3 separate regions of the Mus musculus genome follow, and all the other regions are linked to region 1. Evidence: chromatin contacts called from public HiChIP or PLAC-seq data. All regions are on one chromosome and are shown on one strand. Each heading gives the region's core, a stretch centred on a gene start, on an enhancer-like site or on the middle of the called end of the contact. The rest is flanking DNA. Distances are from core to core; before and after follow the strand shown. Region 1 holds the start of 4933408J17Rik (RIKEN cDNA 4933408J17 gene). Region 2 holds the start of Tmcc3 (transmembrane and coiled coil domains 3). Region 3 holds the start of Nedd1 (neural precursor cell expressed, developmentally down-regulated gene 1).

The links. HiChIP or PLAC-seq counts read pairs in DNA pulled down with a chosen protein or histone mark.
Region 2: a FOXA1 HiChIP or PLAC-seq map of pancreatic cancer cells shows a contact between it and region 1. The contact joins the promoter of Tmcc3 here to the promoter of 4933408J17Rik in region 1. A contact is called at or near these places in 1 of 39 promoter capture datasets (liver) and 1 of 115 datasets of contacts at active chromatin or transcription factors (pancreatic cancer cells).
Region 3: an HNF4G HiChIP or PLAC-seq map of pancreatic cancer cells shows a contact between it and region 1. The contact joins the promoter of Nedd1 here to the promoter of 4933408J17Rik in region 1. A contact is called at or near these places in 3 of 39 promoter capture datasets (the C10 cell line, HPC-7-derived erythroid cells and pre-B cells), 3 of 484 Hi-C or Micro-C datasets (B cells, CD4 T cells and regulatory T cells) and 1 of 115 datasets of contacts at active chromatin or transcription factors (pancreatic cancer cells).

Annotation. Positions count from the first base shown.
Region 1 is chr10:93,587,381-93,592,000 of GRCm38.p6, reverse strand. It overlaps 4933408J17Rik (RIKEN cDNA 4933408J17 gene), which reads right to left and starts at 2,588. Exons shown (of 4, transcript NR_045810.1): 1 at 2,231-2,588. It overlaps Snrpf (small nuclear ribonucleoprotein polypeptide F), which reads left to right and starts at 2,343. Exons shown (of 4, transcript NM_027246.1): 1 at 2,343-2,462; 2 at 3,878-4,003. The coding sequence starts at 2,460.
Region 2 is chr10:94,512,870-94,517,489 of GRCm38.p6, reverse strand. Tmcc3 (transmembrane and coiled coil domains 3) reads right to left here and starts at 2,633. Exons shown (of 4, transcript NM_172051.3): 1 at 2,386-2,633. The coding sequence starts at 2,463. It overlaps Gm40743 (a long non-coding RNA gene), which reads left to right and starts at 2,611. Exons shown (of 3, transcript XR_871960.2): 1 at 2,611-2,802; 2 at 2,902-3,158; 3 at 4,600-4,620.
Region 3 is chr10:92,720,226-92,724,845 of GRCm38.p6, reverse strand. Nedd1 (neural precursor cell expressed, developmentally down-regulated gene 1) reads left to right here and starts at 2,428. Exons shown (of 15, transcript NM_008682.2): 1 at 2,428-2,523.

The sequences.
Region 1 (4,620 bases), core at 1,339-3,838:
ATCTTGGTTACAAACGGGACAGCCCGAATCCTCTGCAGTGACCGGCTTATTCAGTGTGGTCTCAAGTTCTGCCACCTGAACCTGACCCCAGAGGCTCCTTCTGCCACATCTAGGCACTCCTGTTAAACTATTAAACTGGGATCTGATTTTCGAGTTGCCACCTTAGTAAGGAGGTGGGAACTCTCCAGGGGACATTAGGAGGCAGGAGGGGACTGATGTGCAGGCAAAGAAACCCCCCAATATCTCTCTCTCTCTCTCTCTCTCTCTCTCTCTCTCTCTCTCTCTCTCTCTGATGTTCTCCACTGCCTATTTCCACAAAGCCTGTGCAGATATGGTCACATAGCACTATGCAACTAGTTTTGTCTCTGTGAAGAAACACCAACAGACTCAAAACCATAAACCTTATAGCATATGTGTCTCCTTCGTCTCCCTTGTCTTTATGCCTCATTCACCACCCCGAGATTCTGTCTGCCCATAAAGTGTTCTCATTTAAATCGTTCTTTAGAGTAGTGGTTCTCAACCTTCCAAATTGCTTGTGACCCTTTAAGACAGTTCCTCATGTTGTGGAGACCCCCAGCCATAAAATTATTTTTGTTGCTCACCCCATAGCTGAAATCTTGCTATTATGAATATCTCATACGCAGTATATCTGATACATGACCCCTGGGAAAGGGCTACTCAACCCCCCTGCCCCCCAGGGGTGGTGACCTACAGGTTGAGATCTGTGCTTTAGAGTCTGTTTTCTAAAGATGATGGGGCTTAGAAGTTGAGGAACTACAGGTCAGAGGACCTGAAACACTGCTTCTTCTGGGTGCTTGGACTTGTAGAAATATTGTAGAAAATTTGAAACTTGTAACTGGTACATCCCCCAGTCTTGTAACTTTGGTTTCTCCCATAACCTGGGAGACAAATATTCTGTCTGTCTTGGTTTTATTACGTATCTCTCCTTGTGCATTTTACTCTTGGTCCTTTGCAGAATACGGAAGACAGCTCAATACAAGGAGAAAAATACTAACATGAATCTGTCTGAGTCTAATTCCCAGTATTTCATCACCTACAGTATTAAATTAGAAGTTGGACTAGGTATCCCCAGGATTGTGAGTTTAAGATTTATAAATTTGTCAATGCTGACTGAATAAGTAGAGCATATTTGAGTGTCAGGAACAGTAATTATTCTTCCATTACCATGGGAAAAAAATCCGAGCTAAGATTTCGGTCTGATCAAAATGTATCTGAGATTAGCAGCATCATTTTTAAAATTTTCTTTATCATGTTTTGTCTGCATGTGCGCATGTGCACCGCGGGAGGGCCTGGCACCCACAGAAGTCAAAAGAGAGAGATGGGTCCCCGGCACATGAAACTTTGGATGGTTGTGAGTCACCACCATGTGGGGATGGGATTCGAACCCAGGTCTTTTCACGTGCGAAAAGCGCTCTTCTCCATTGAGCCAACACCCCCAGAATGTGTTGGCATACTTTAATAATATAAACGACAGTCTTTAGGCTTAGGCCTGGGCCAATCTCGAATCTCGAGTTATTTGGGGAATCCATGCCAAAAAAACAAAACAAACAAACAAACAAAAAACCGTTCAGGTTCATATAGGGTTAGATCTCCCGAAAAAGAAAAAAGTACTCTTTTTACACGGGTTTCATATCACAGGTGAAGCGATACTGAAATGTTGAGATTATGGGGAAATTAAACGGGGTTCTGATCGATAACTTTCCATCAGAGCGATTAACCTGTGGTAGCGTCAATAATTCCCCACATCCTATTCACAAACACACGTAAACGGACCTCCTTTGGCCTCTGGTTCTGGGAATGCTTAGACATCAGAACGACAAGAGGCCACCACATTATCCGAGACTTAACTTGACCTGGTTTCAACTGTTGTAAAGCCCCACTTGAGTGCTTTTCACTAGCACTCACGTAGTCTTGCTACCCCAGCTTCCTTTAAAAACCCGCAAGTGGACGGACATTCTGTAATAAAGAACAGTCCCATAAAAGGGGGGCCGTGCCAGAGGTGTTCCCCAAGTGCTGGATCTATGGGAGGATGACCTCCAGAACCCGATCTCGTTCTTTCAGCTGAAGGACAGACTAAACCTTCTTTAGCTAAAGAAACCAAGTCCGTTCGCCAGGGCACTTAGCTTCCCCTTGTCCCGAAGCAAAGACATTGGGGTCGCTCAATCGTTCCCACTTCGAACTTGAGCAGTGGACACAAACACACGCTTACCTGGTTGCTAGGAAACAGTACCGCCATCCCCTCCAATCAGTAAACACGTCTTTGGTGGCCAATCACAGAAGCCGAGACAACGCGGCGTGAGGTGAAAGGTCAGGCCGCTTTTGTCGGCCATTTCTCTTAGCGCGGGTCGCTTGGTTGTAGCGGCAGCCGCTCCGGTCACGAGGGGCGGGCAGCGGCGGAGTCGGCGGCTAGCGGGGTGCAGCGCTCGCCGGTGGTCGCGATGGTAAGGACGATGAGCGCCGCGGGGGCTGGAGGACGGGCGGCCTCGCGGGGCCCGCCGCCCCCTGCGCCTCCCATTCATCCCCACGAGGCGCCGCGCGGCTGGCCGCTCGCTCCTGCTCCCGACGTCGGAGGCCTTGGCGGCGCGCGCGCGGAAGCCCTTCCCCTCCCCGAGATCCCCAGCCACCTTTCCGCGTGTTGTTTGTCCCGGAGCCTGAGGTGTAGCCTAGTTTGGGCTCACAGGGTAGGGGTAAACCGAAGCGAGTTTTCCATTTCTACCTAGCACGCTCCGCAGTGCGCCATTTATTCCTTGCTGTTGACAATTTTAGCAGATTGTCCTCTGGCGCAGAAAACCCCGGCTACCCTTCCACTCATTTAATACTGATCTTAGGCGCCAGGAAGATGGGGTGGTAAGGTAGACTCTGCGTTTTCTTAGGAGTGGGAGGTAGGCAGCCGTCAAATAATAACAACAAAATAAGCAATTACAAGTAGCGGTGATTGTTAAGCAGGGAGCTGATAGGATGCTCTGAGAGGTGCACTGCCTAGTTATAACGCAGTGGAGGAGCGCTCTTCTCCAGAAGGTGTCAAATAACCAGACATCCAGGTCACAGAGCAGGTGGAAGAGTATTTCTTGCGCGAGTTCCAAGTAGAAAGTAGGTTTGACCAGTTGGAATTGACAAGAATTGACCGCTGCTTGCAAGAATGATGGTTTTAAAATACAGCCTGGGACCTTAACGCCTCCTAGGAAATATGAGGCTCTGTCAAGTGCAGTTAGAGACCATTGGAGCATTCTTTTAAGTCACAATAGTACATGACTTGATAAGTGGTTTGTGGATGATAAATTATAGGCAGCGTAAATTGGCTACTCATTTAGACCCTGTGCTCTCCAAGATTCTTTGGGATGGTGTGTGAGTGGAATGGAGTATGGGGGTGGTTATGAATTTAAAGGGAATAATACTTCTTGATTTAGCATTAAGAGGCCCTCTCACTGACGATATTGAGCTTTTTTTTTTTTTTTAATGTCTGCAGAGACCACCCTGTACCTTTATTTTGATTCCTTTAGAGCTTGGATAATGTAGGTATTTGGGGCTTTTGTCCATTCGGCAGTGCTCAAAATGGAACTAGTGACCTAAGTATCCTAGGGCAGTGCCCTGTCATTGTGTTACACACTTGCCCCACTCCCATCTGTCATTCGACATTTAATTGCATAATTCATATTTTCGTTTCTGTCAGTGGACTATGAAGTTGGCTAAATGGGTACTTAAATTTCTCTCAGACACCCTCCAGCAAATTATAAAGTGATGGTGGATCGGAGTTTACCCTGTGTCATAAAGTCTTGACTGGTGTCTCAGTAGAGAGTGGGTGGTGGAAGCTGAGGTAAGCAAAAATTATTGAGTGCTGCCTTTGGTTTTTATACAGAGTCTACCCCTCAACCCCAAGCCCTTTCTCAATGGGCTGACAGGGAAGCCAGTGATGGTGAAACTTAAGTGGGGCATGGAGTACAAGGGCTACCTGGTCTCCGTGGATGGCTACATGAACATGCAGGTATGCTGAGGAGGAGGAGCATGGGTGAGGAGCAGGAAACCAGGTTTCTACTGTGTCACCTTACTCCTCAAAGGTTTACTGAGACTGGTGGGAATGCGCACAGATTGACAATAGAAAGTGGAGTCGAGATTAAAGTATGAACCAGGGAGGAGGTTGAACCATGATGTTCTTAGGAGTACTTACACCAGAACACAGAGCTTTGACATTTGGTCTCTAAAGCAGAAGGGAAAACTAGTTTATTACAGAAAACAATGATTCAGCCTGTCTTTTTCTAAGACGTGTCTGTATAGGCGATTAGCACTATGATGCAGTGGCATTAGTACTCAAATGGAACTCTGTACCCATTAAATAGTTCTGTTACCACCTGTAATCCACCTGTAATCCAGCCCTATGATTAAGAGTGGGACTGTCTCTCATGTAAGTGGAATGTATTATAAATTCAGCTAACTTCAGATCAAAAATTCTTAAGAGAAATTATATCTTATGTTCGAGGTACACAGTCCTTTTGCTTTCTCCACTGTACTAGGCTATGATCAGTCTAGAAATTAGAAGGACATTAGGTTCTATGCAGATGCTCAGCTATTTGAAACAAGGAGCTCCAACACCCTTGGTCCTAG
Region 2 (4,620 bases), core at 1,384-3,883, 930 kb before region 1:
CCTCTGCATCCACCCCAGTAATTATCTGCATTTTTTTTTTAAAAAAAAAGCTAGTTTGCCAGAGGCAGGGATTCTTTTTTAAATCCTAGTTTGTTTCCAATGAGAGAGTAACAGGAAGAACTTTAAGCCCTTCCGAGGTTTGGTGCTTTCCTCTTGCACAGCGTGCTTTTCTGGGTGTAATAAGAGGATGCTTTTTTATAGCTATATCAAACTGAGTTCCACAGAGGAGCAGCCAGATCACCTAATGGGGTGCTGCCTTCTGCCACAGCAAAATTGCTTTTGCTGTGCCTTCATTCCAGCAGACTTATTGCAGCCTTGAGGAGGGATGCAAAATTACACCAGCCCCACTAGAGAAAAGTTCTTATGGTAGCTCTCCTGGTGCCTCGATGTCTCCACAGGAAAGCAGACCAAAAACAAAACAAAACAAAACAAACCTAAAAGCAATGCCAGTTGTGGCAGTGCATGCCTCTAACCCCAGCATTCAGAAGGCTAAGACAAGAGGATCGTGGGTTGCTAGCCAGCTTGGGCTACACAAGGAGACCTTGTTTCAAAAACAACCCCAAAACAATAGCAACAAAAAACAACTAAAAGCAGACAGTCCAGAAGGCTAAATCGGGATCACTAGGAGGGCCTTGAACTGTGTGATCTGGGCCACTCAACTCCTGCCCCGCCCCCCTACCCCCCCCCCATGTCTTCTGCCTTCACTAGGTTTCATCTGCCCAGTGGACTAATTACAGAGACTAGTCAGTCCATCCAGCACCTAACTCAGTTGTACTGCACAGTTTACTTGCAAATCCAGTATCTCCCTACTGATAATGTAACAAGTAAAACGTGATAAGCAGGATTTTTAAGGAAAAAAAAAATCCCCTTGACATGATGTCTTGGTCACTTTAAGGAGAGACAGGTGTGGGGAAGACGCTGCAGTTCAGCTAGTCCTTCCATTCCCCAACTGAGTGTGTGAGCACCAGTTCCCACCTCTACCTGACCCGCAACAACTCATTCAAGCTCATTCCAAGTTTGTCAACAAGCTCACCAGCCCCCAGGAGTTACCAACCCTGCTTGCTTACAGAGACCATTAAGTTATGACAACCCAGGCTCTCAAATTATCTTAGCATTACCGTCTCACCTGTGACTGCTCTATTACGTTTGTCCCCCACCCCCACCGGGTTACAAATGTTTTATGAAAAAAGACCTTTCCTTCAGTCAGCTGGGTTCGCGAGTAGTTGCCCTCCCAAGCAAACTTCTGACTGCAGGTAACCAAAACTCTAAATGTTTTTCTTAGGGAGTTTGGGAATACTTTCCTGGTGCACTGTTATGAAACTTCTAATGAAACCGAGAAAGAGTCGGTCGATGCAGGAGCGATTCCACCAAACTCATTAAATTTGTGGGTTTTTTTTTTTTAATCATTTTTCCTAAATTGATTAAGAGGCGCTAAAGTGAAAAGAGAAATGAGGTAAACATGCCACTTCTGGGAGAATCGACTACTGTTTCAAATTGTGACTGCATACCCACATTATATATAAGGGACCCCTGCATATGCCTATCACTTATGGCCGCAACTTGATCTTAGAGGTGGAAGGGTAGAAACTCTGCCCGGTCTATCTCTACGAACTTTATACAAGAAAGCCGACATCGAATCCCCAGTTCCTCGGACAAGCCAGAAGTTGGGAGGCTCAGAGAACAACTCCAGGTGCCGCCTGCCAGAGTGGAGGAGGTGCTGTTTCAAATGGCACTTTAGTCCGTCAAAAGAAGGGATGGGGGGGGGGGTGTCACATCCTTGCTGGACACTTGAGCTTCCCAAAAGGGAAAGTGTTCCTCAGGAGGGGCCCAGAGCTGGGGCTGTGGCCTCCGTCTTTATAGTGAAGCCCTCCATGGCCGGTCTCCACAGCTTGCTCAGAAGAGCTATTTTCGCTCACAGCCAAAATCAGCAACAGCAAATTAGGCTGCAAACCGTGGCGAAGGCACCCGCTCTGCACGGCTCCCAACTCCGGAGCGTCCATGCCGAGATCGACTTTTGACCTGGGCAGCGCGTCCCGGGCGTACAGTGCAGGGGACTCAGCTGCCAGGCAGGGGACGCAGCAGCAATGCAGAGCCCTGCAGGTGGCTGTGCCGGGAGGGAGCCAGACCCTGGGAGTCCCGGGGACCCGGCAGGCAGCGTGCGCTCTCTGGCGGGGAGGAGAGCCCGGCGACACCGTCGTGGAATAGGACTGGCTAGCCTCCGATTCCAGCGGTGGCCCAGCGTCCCCGGGCCGCAGGTTTTCCCCGGACCTTCCCGGCCGGGAGAGGCCGGCGTTGGGTTCTACGGTGCTGAGCCTCCGAGCCGACCCGGCCCGCGCCCTCCCCACGCAGACTCGCACCCCCGCGCCGCCCTGCGCGCGCCCTCACCCGGCTCTTGCAGCGGTGGTGCCGGCCGGGGTCTGAGTAGGTCCGGTCCACGGTGAGCGCCGTGTCGCTGCCCGGCATGTCTGCGCTTAGACTGACAACTTTGCGTCCTCCGGGGCTGCCGCTCCACTCGGCGCCGGGTGGCAGCTGCTCGCCGTGCTCCGCTCACCCTCGCCCCGGAGCCGCGGCCGAGGGGGTGGCGCGGGCCGCTGCAGCTGCTGCCGACACCCCGCGGCCCTGCGCCGCCGCCCGGGTGGGGAGGCGGGCGACAGTCTCCGCCCCTTTCCCCGCTCCCCGCCCCTGCGCCCGCGCGGCGCCTAGACCCGCTCCAGGTGCCGGGCTCAGCTGCCCTCCCTGCCTGCGAACGGGGCCCACGCGCTCCCACGCCTCTCCCGGCTCAGATGAGCGACGCTGGCACAGGTTATGGACCCACTTGAGTGTGATAAAAAAGACGGGTTTGAGCACACAGGAGGTTGCCGGATGCCTTAATGAAATATATATACATATTTCACTCAACAGGCACACTTACTTGCTGGACAGCTTTCCTGGACCTGGACAGTGGGCTAAGGATTCCAGGACGGAGGGGCATTTTCCCATCTAGTATTCCACGGAGCGGCACTCCCACTGTGTTGTGTATCTTAATTGTGCTTGTGTGACTCACTGTGTTGTAAGCTACTTTGAAACCGGGACATCTTTCCACTTGAGCGTTCTCTAGTCCCAGCGAGTGCTCCCTGCCCACAAGGAATTTGGAATCTGAAGAGAAAAAGTACTGATTGGTAATCAATGCGGTATCGGTTGCCTAACCCCCAAATTAACTACACAAGGTCCAGTGGTTTCGTGAGACGTGCCCCTGAGACCGGATTGGCAGGTTTTAAATCACTGATCCTAACAGGCTCAGAGTGCAGTGTGATCTGCCTACAGGGAGGGGAGGAGGTGTTTATCCCCCTAGCTGGCTGAGAGAAAACAGGTCTGTGCGTTGGGTGGGGGTGGGGGAGGGGACCCTCAAGGTGTCGGTTTAGTGGGTGTCTTCAGGCAAAAAGGGATCAGGTAGAAGAACGGAGAGTCGGGGGTAGGGGGTGGGGGGAATGTACTTTCAACATTAAGTTCAGCTTTGTTCTGTGGGTGTTTGGCAAGCTGCTGGGCTCCCTGAACCAGAAGTTGACAAGATCAGGATGGAAGTCTAAGACATCTATCTGATAGTCCTGTGAGAGGCATTGATGAAAGATAAAGAACTCTCGATAGGAGGCCTTTTCAAAGACTGAGGACAACCTGACCTATGTGTCATTCACTCACAAGGAGACCAGGGAACCAAGCATGTCGACTTAGTGGAGTATTAGACAAGTGTAGCAGTTGCGATGGCCCTCTGTGGAGTCATTTCTAGCATGTATAGTTAAGTGAAGAAAAGCAAGGTGCTGGAGAATATAGTGTTCTACCATTTATTGAAAGTGCAATGTGTATCATATCTATATAGAGAAATATAGATACATATACATACATACATATACATAAATATAGATATATGCCTGTGCTTATATATACACAGGGCACATTTCTGACAAGATAAAAAAAAAGCTACAGGAATAAGTGAACAAGCAGCTTAAGTTGGGAAAGGAGAACTGAGCAGCTACAGGGCAGATGGGAGGATTGTTTGTTTATTGATCGTTTTTTCACTGAGTATACATCTTAAATGTGGCCACAAAAGTAGAGTAAATTATTAAAACTTAAAAAGAATCAGAAACCTAATTTAAAGCCACTTAAAGGGGAAAAGAACCTTTAAAATAAAACACAAACAAACACACACACACACACAAAACGCATGCATACACACACACACCAGGCTCAGAGAGATTTTCAGGTAAATTCTTCCACGCAAAAAGCATAGATTGTGATGTGTGTGTGTGTGTGTGTGTGTGTGTGTGTGATTTCAGTTATGATGTCCAGAGAAGCTTTTGTGATAGGCCAATATTTGAGCAGAGCCTTAGGGAATGACTATGTTTGTATGAGGAATGCAGACTTAGGAAGTGAGAGAGACTGTAATGTATGTGATGGTTTGAATGAGAATGCCCCATAGGCTCATTCATCTATTTGAAGGCTTGGTCACCAGGGAGTGACACTATTTGAAAGGTTTTGGAATGTGTCTTCCTTGGAAGTGAGTCACTGGGAGTGGGATTTGAGGTTTCAAAAGCCTATTCCACATCTAGTGTCTCTCTCTTCCAGATGTAGAACCCTCAGCTCCTT
Region 3 (4,620 bases), core at 1,179-3,678, 870 kb after region 1:
TTGTTGTTTAAGCAGACAAATGCTTTTGCTCTTTGCCTGCTTGCCCTCACTCTACTGGCAAGTTCATTCCTTCACTAGTAGTAGAGCCTGCTTCTTCAGGATTCTGACATATATTCAAGACTGGCTGAAACATCAAGCAGTATGTACTAAACAGCTACTGAATTCTGGGACTTTCCATTGTCAGATTAGCTGGACTATGGCCTGTGTCTTAGTCAGGGTTTCTATTCCTGCATAAACATCATGACCAAGAAGCAAGTTGGGGAGGAAAGGGTTTATTCGGCTTACACTTCCATACTGCTAATTCATCACCAAGGAAGTCAGGACTGGAACTCAAGCAGGTTAGGAAGCTGGAGCTGATGCAGAGGCCATGGAGGGATGTTCCTTACTGGCTTGCTTCCCCTGGCTTGCTCAACCTGCTCTCTTATAGAACCAAAACTACCAGCTCAGAGATGGTCTCACCCAAAAGGGGCCTTTCCCCCTTGATCACTAATTGAGAAAATGCCTTACAGCTGGATCTCGTGGAGGCACTTCCCCAACTGAAGCTCCTTTCTCTGTGATAACTCCAGCCTGTGTCAAGTTGACACAAAACTAGCCAGTGCAGCCTATAAGCCACTCAAATAAGATTTTCTATAAATATCGTCAGTTCTGTTCCTGTAAGAGCCCTTGCTAAAAACAAAACAAAACAAAACAAAAAACAAAACAAAACAAAACAAAACAAAACAACTTTTGTTTTCAGTTAATGTCTTGCATTAAACTCATACCAATACTTCTGCCCCAGTTTCCTGGGTGTTGGGATTACTAGAGTGAGCTATTGTGCCCAGTTTATTTACTTTTATTGTTATGAAACATCTCACTTTTAATGCAGGAATAGTCTTAGTGTCTACCTTTTCCCCCCACCACATAATCCAGTCTTAAGCTTTCTTGCTGGTTTCAGTGTTAGAGAGTTGTGTTTTCTGCTTCAAGCATTCTTTTCTTCATGTGTTCCAGTTCTCCCTACTTAGATCTCAGCATTTTAGGCCAAATTCCAGGAAAAAAAATCAGCTAATAACACCAAAAGCAGCTGCAGATTACACAAGGCATATACTGCTTGCTCCCCGTCTTCATTTTATGGTTGTTCCTCACCAGCTTCCAGAAGCTGGAGAGACTTCTTTTTCTCCTAGGGGAGGTGGGGATTGGCACTTCTTAGGTTTCCAGTTGTTTTTGATATGGGTTCAGATAACTGGGACATTATGTATCCAGTTGAGAAACACATCCGGTGTGCACCTGGGACAAAGGAGCAACACTTTCCATAGGAACATGCTATCAGTGATGGAAGTAAGAACTCTCAACAGAGCAATCTTTTAGCAGGAATGTTGGGAAAACTCAGTTCATTGGCCCCTTTCTACCATGAAATACATTTCCTTCAAAAACAAAAAAACCAAAAAACCACTGAGTTGGTGTTCATGTACCTGAACAGCAGCATGTGAAGCTGCGGATGTGAAGATGGCTAGCTCAGAGGCTGAAGTCACTACTGGGTTTGTTCTCAGGGTTAGGGTTCGTTTTGGGTTAGATGTTCCTCTCCTCTGCTTTCCTCCTTTTCCCTCCCACCCCTTCCTTTCTCTTCCCCTCCTTTCCTTCTCCCACTCCTGCCACAATTTCCTCTCCATTCCCTCCCCTCTTTGAAACTGAGTTTCTTTGTATAACCGTCCTGGAACTCGTTCAGTAGACCAGGATGGATTTGAACTCACAGAGATCCCATTGCCTTTGCCTCCTGAGTGCTAGGATTAAAGGCTTGTACCACCACACCCCTTTGAAGTTAGATGTTTAACCTGCAGCTTTTCTTGGCTTCCTCTCAAGTAATCCTCTCCTAAACCAACCATGTTAATTGCCTTTATTATGAGCGTTCTTCTTTGTGATAACTGTGACACCTTTTTTTGTGGGAACTGAGAGTTGCCCGTGAATTCCCCATCTTTTATTCTTCTGTTTTGTTTTGTTCAAGACAGAGGTTCTCTGTGTAGTCCCTGGCTGTCCCGGAACTCACTCTGTAGACCAGGCTGGCTTAGAACTCAGCAGTCTGCCTGCTTCTGCCTCCCTAGTGCTGGGATTAAAGGTGTGCACCGCCACTGCCTGGCATTTTATTCTTGCCTTCCCTTTCCCTACAGAAGTGTTAATATTAACTTCCTAACTAGACTGTAATCTCCAGCAGGCTAGGGAACCTGCGTGTTGACTGACCTCTTGTCCCTTCAAGCTAAACACAGTAAGTGCACACCCACAGCCTAACTCAGCGCCTGGCACACAGTAGCCAGCAAACAAATGAGTGATAAAGGAGCAGTAGCTACAGGCTAGGATATCTTCCTCTGCACCGCCCCAGGGTGGGAGGCCACCCAGCACCCCCGCGGGCTGAGCGCTCGGGGCACCGCCTTTCCCGTGACGTCATGCGAGGCGGGACTTCCGGCCGCCCAAGTTTAACAGTCCAGGCGGGAGCCGGAAGCGCAGCGAGGAACGGGTGGAGCTGGGCCTCCCCTGTGGCCCCACGCTTGAGAGGTGAGGTTCCGCCTGACAGGGAGGCTCTGTGAGCGCGGTGGCCTTGGGCCGGGGACCCCCGAGGTCAGCCTCTTCGGTCCTGCGTTGGGCGGCAGCGGGCGCGCGCGCGCGCTGGAAAGTGGCCGGGGACCGGGCAGGACAGGACAGGACAGGACCGGGTCGCGGGCCCCGGATTTAAGGGCCAAGCTGCCCCGAGCGGCTCGTCCACCCCGACTCCCGGGTCTGGCTCGCCCGTAGCTGCTGAGCGCAGGCGCCCTGGGCTAGGGGTGCAACTCCCGAGAACTCTTCTTGAGCAGAGAGTGCAGTTGGTCGCTGTCGCTCTTCTTTCCCGGGATCCTCTCCCGGGGACTGATGTCAGAGCCCAGAAGCCAAGCGAAGGGACTGTGAGAGGTCTCCGTGAAGTCAGCCTCACTGAAGCTGTGTGGGTCGCTTAACTCTTCTGAAGAGCCTTGATCCACTCATTGCACCACACTGCACAGTAGGCTCCTTGTGTGGGGTTAGGGTAGCAGCAGCTTGCAGCTGTTTACTGTTCTTCAGAGTTCAACTTTTCTACCCTGTGTTTTTCCATGGGCCGGGGAACAAGGGGCATTGAGTAAGTGTTTTAGTCACCAAATAGAAACATTGTCTACAATTCAACAGGTGACTCTGCAAGTTTTTAGCCTCACCTACTAGGGGTCCCTTCTAACTCAGAACCACCCCACACACTACTGTATCCAAAAATATGCACAACAAATAACTGTTTTAATCCTTTCCATAAACTTTATTTATTTATTTATTTTTCCTCTTGAGACTCAATGATTTCTGCCTTATGCTTTTTAGTTTGTCCTCTGGAACCCAGATATGTATGATGCTTTTGTTGATGATGTGGGGGCGTGTCTTTGACCACTGTTGGCCTTTAACCTTGGTTAAATTCAGCCCCCTATGTCACCAGATGGAATCAATTCAGTGTGTTGTAGCTGCCGTAGCATCCCTTAAAAAAAAAAAAAAAAAAAAAAAGTAGGGCGTGGTGGCGCACACCTTTAATCCCAGCACTCGGGAGGCAGAGGCAGGCGGATTTCTGAGTTCAAGGCCAGCCTGGTCTACAGAGTGAGTTCCAGGACAGGCAGGACTATACAGAGAAATCCTGTCTCAAAAAACCAAAAAAAAAAAAAAAAAAGTAACCACTTTTTATTAGACTTCAAGTATCAATGAAACTGTGTTGACCTATAAAAAGAAACATATTTTGTGTGGCTACCATGGATTAAACACACACACACACACACACACACACACAGGAACACTATGGATTAAACACACACACACACACACACACACACACACACACACACACACACACAGGAATTAAAAACTAGCATCTGCTTGTGCCTTAGTTTTCTCCATTGATTTTATTTCTATCTAAACAAATATCGGTTGCAACCCACTTCATTCAAACTCATTGTTAATATATCTAATGTCTTCAGACAGGCAATAGGATAAATTGAATTACCAAGTTTGTTAATTGGATAGTAGTATAGTACTCTTTTTTGTTGCTGTTTTTGTTTGTTTGTTTTGTTTCTGAGATAGGGGTTTTCTGTGTAGCCCTGGCTGTCTGGAACTAGCTCCACAGACTAGGCTGGCCTCAAACTCACAGATCCACCTGCCTCTGCCTGGGATTAAAGGCGTGCACCACCACCACTGCCGGCCCTGTAATAATAGTACCATGGTACCACCCATACTGAGTGTGAGAGCATATTTCTCTGCCTTTTCTCTCCTCTGTATGTTTAAATACACCGTCTTTCACAGTACTGCTGCCCTTCAGAGTGCTTGGAGCAGCCTCTCTGCTTTCTGTCTAGACTGCCTTGGCTTGTGGCATCATTCTGTCAGATTTATGTGCTGGGAACATCACACTGAATAAAAAGTCAGAGGTCTGGGACCAAGAGTTGGTTTTAGGATACAGTGGCAACTTATTTAACTTTGTTGTTAATTTTAGAGTTTGGAAAACTTGGCACAGTGGGATTCAGACTTCCAGGATGGCTAGATTATAGCACATTAAAAAAATATGAGAACATTACTTAGTTTATTTCCCTGCGGAGTACTTAGTATGGATCAGGAATATTT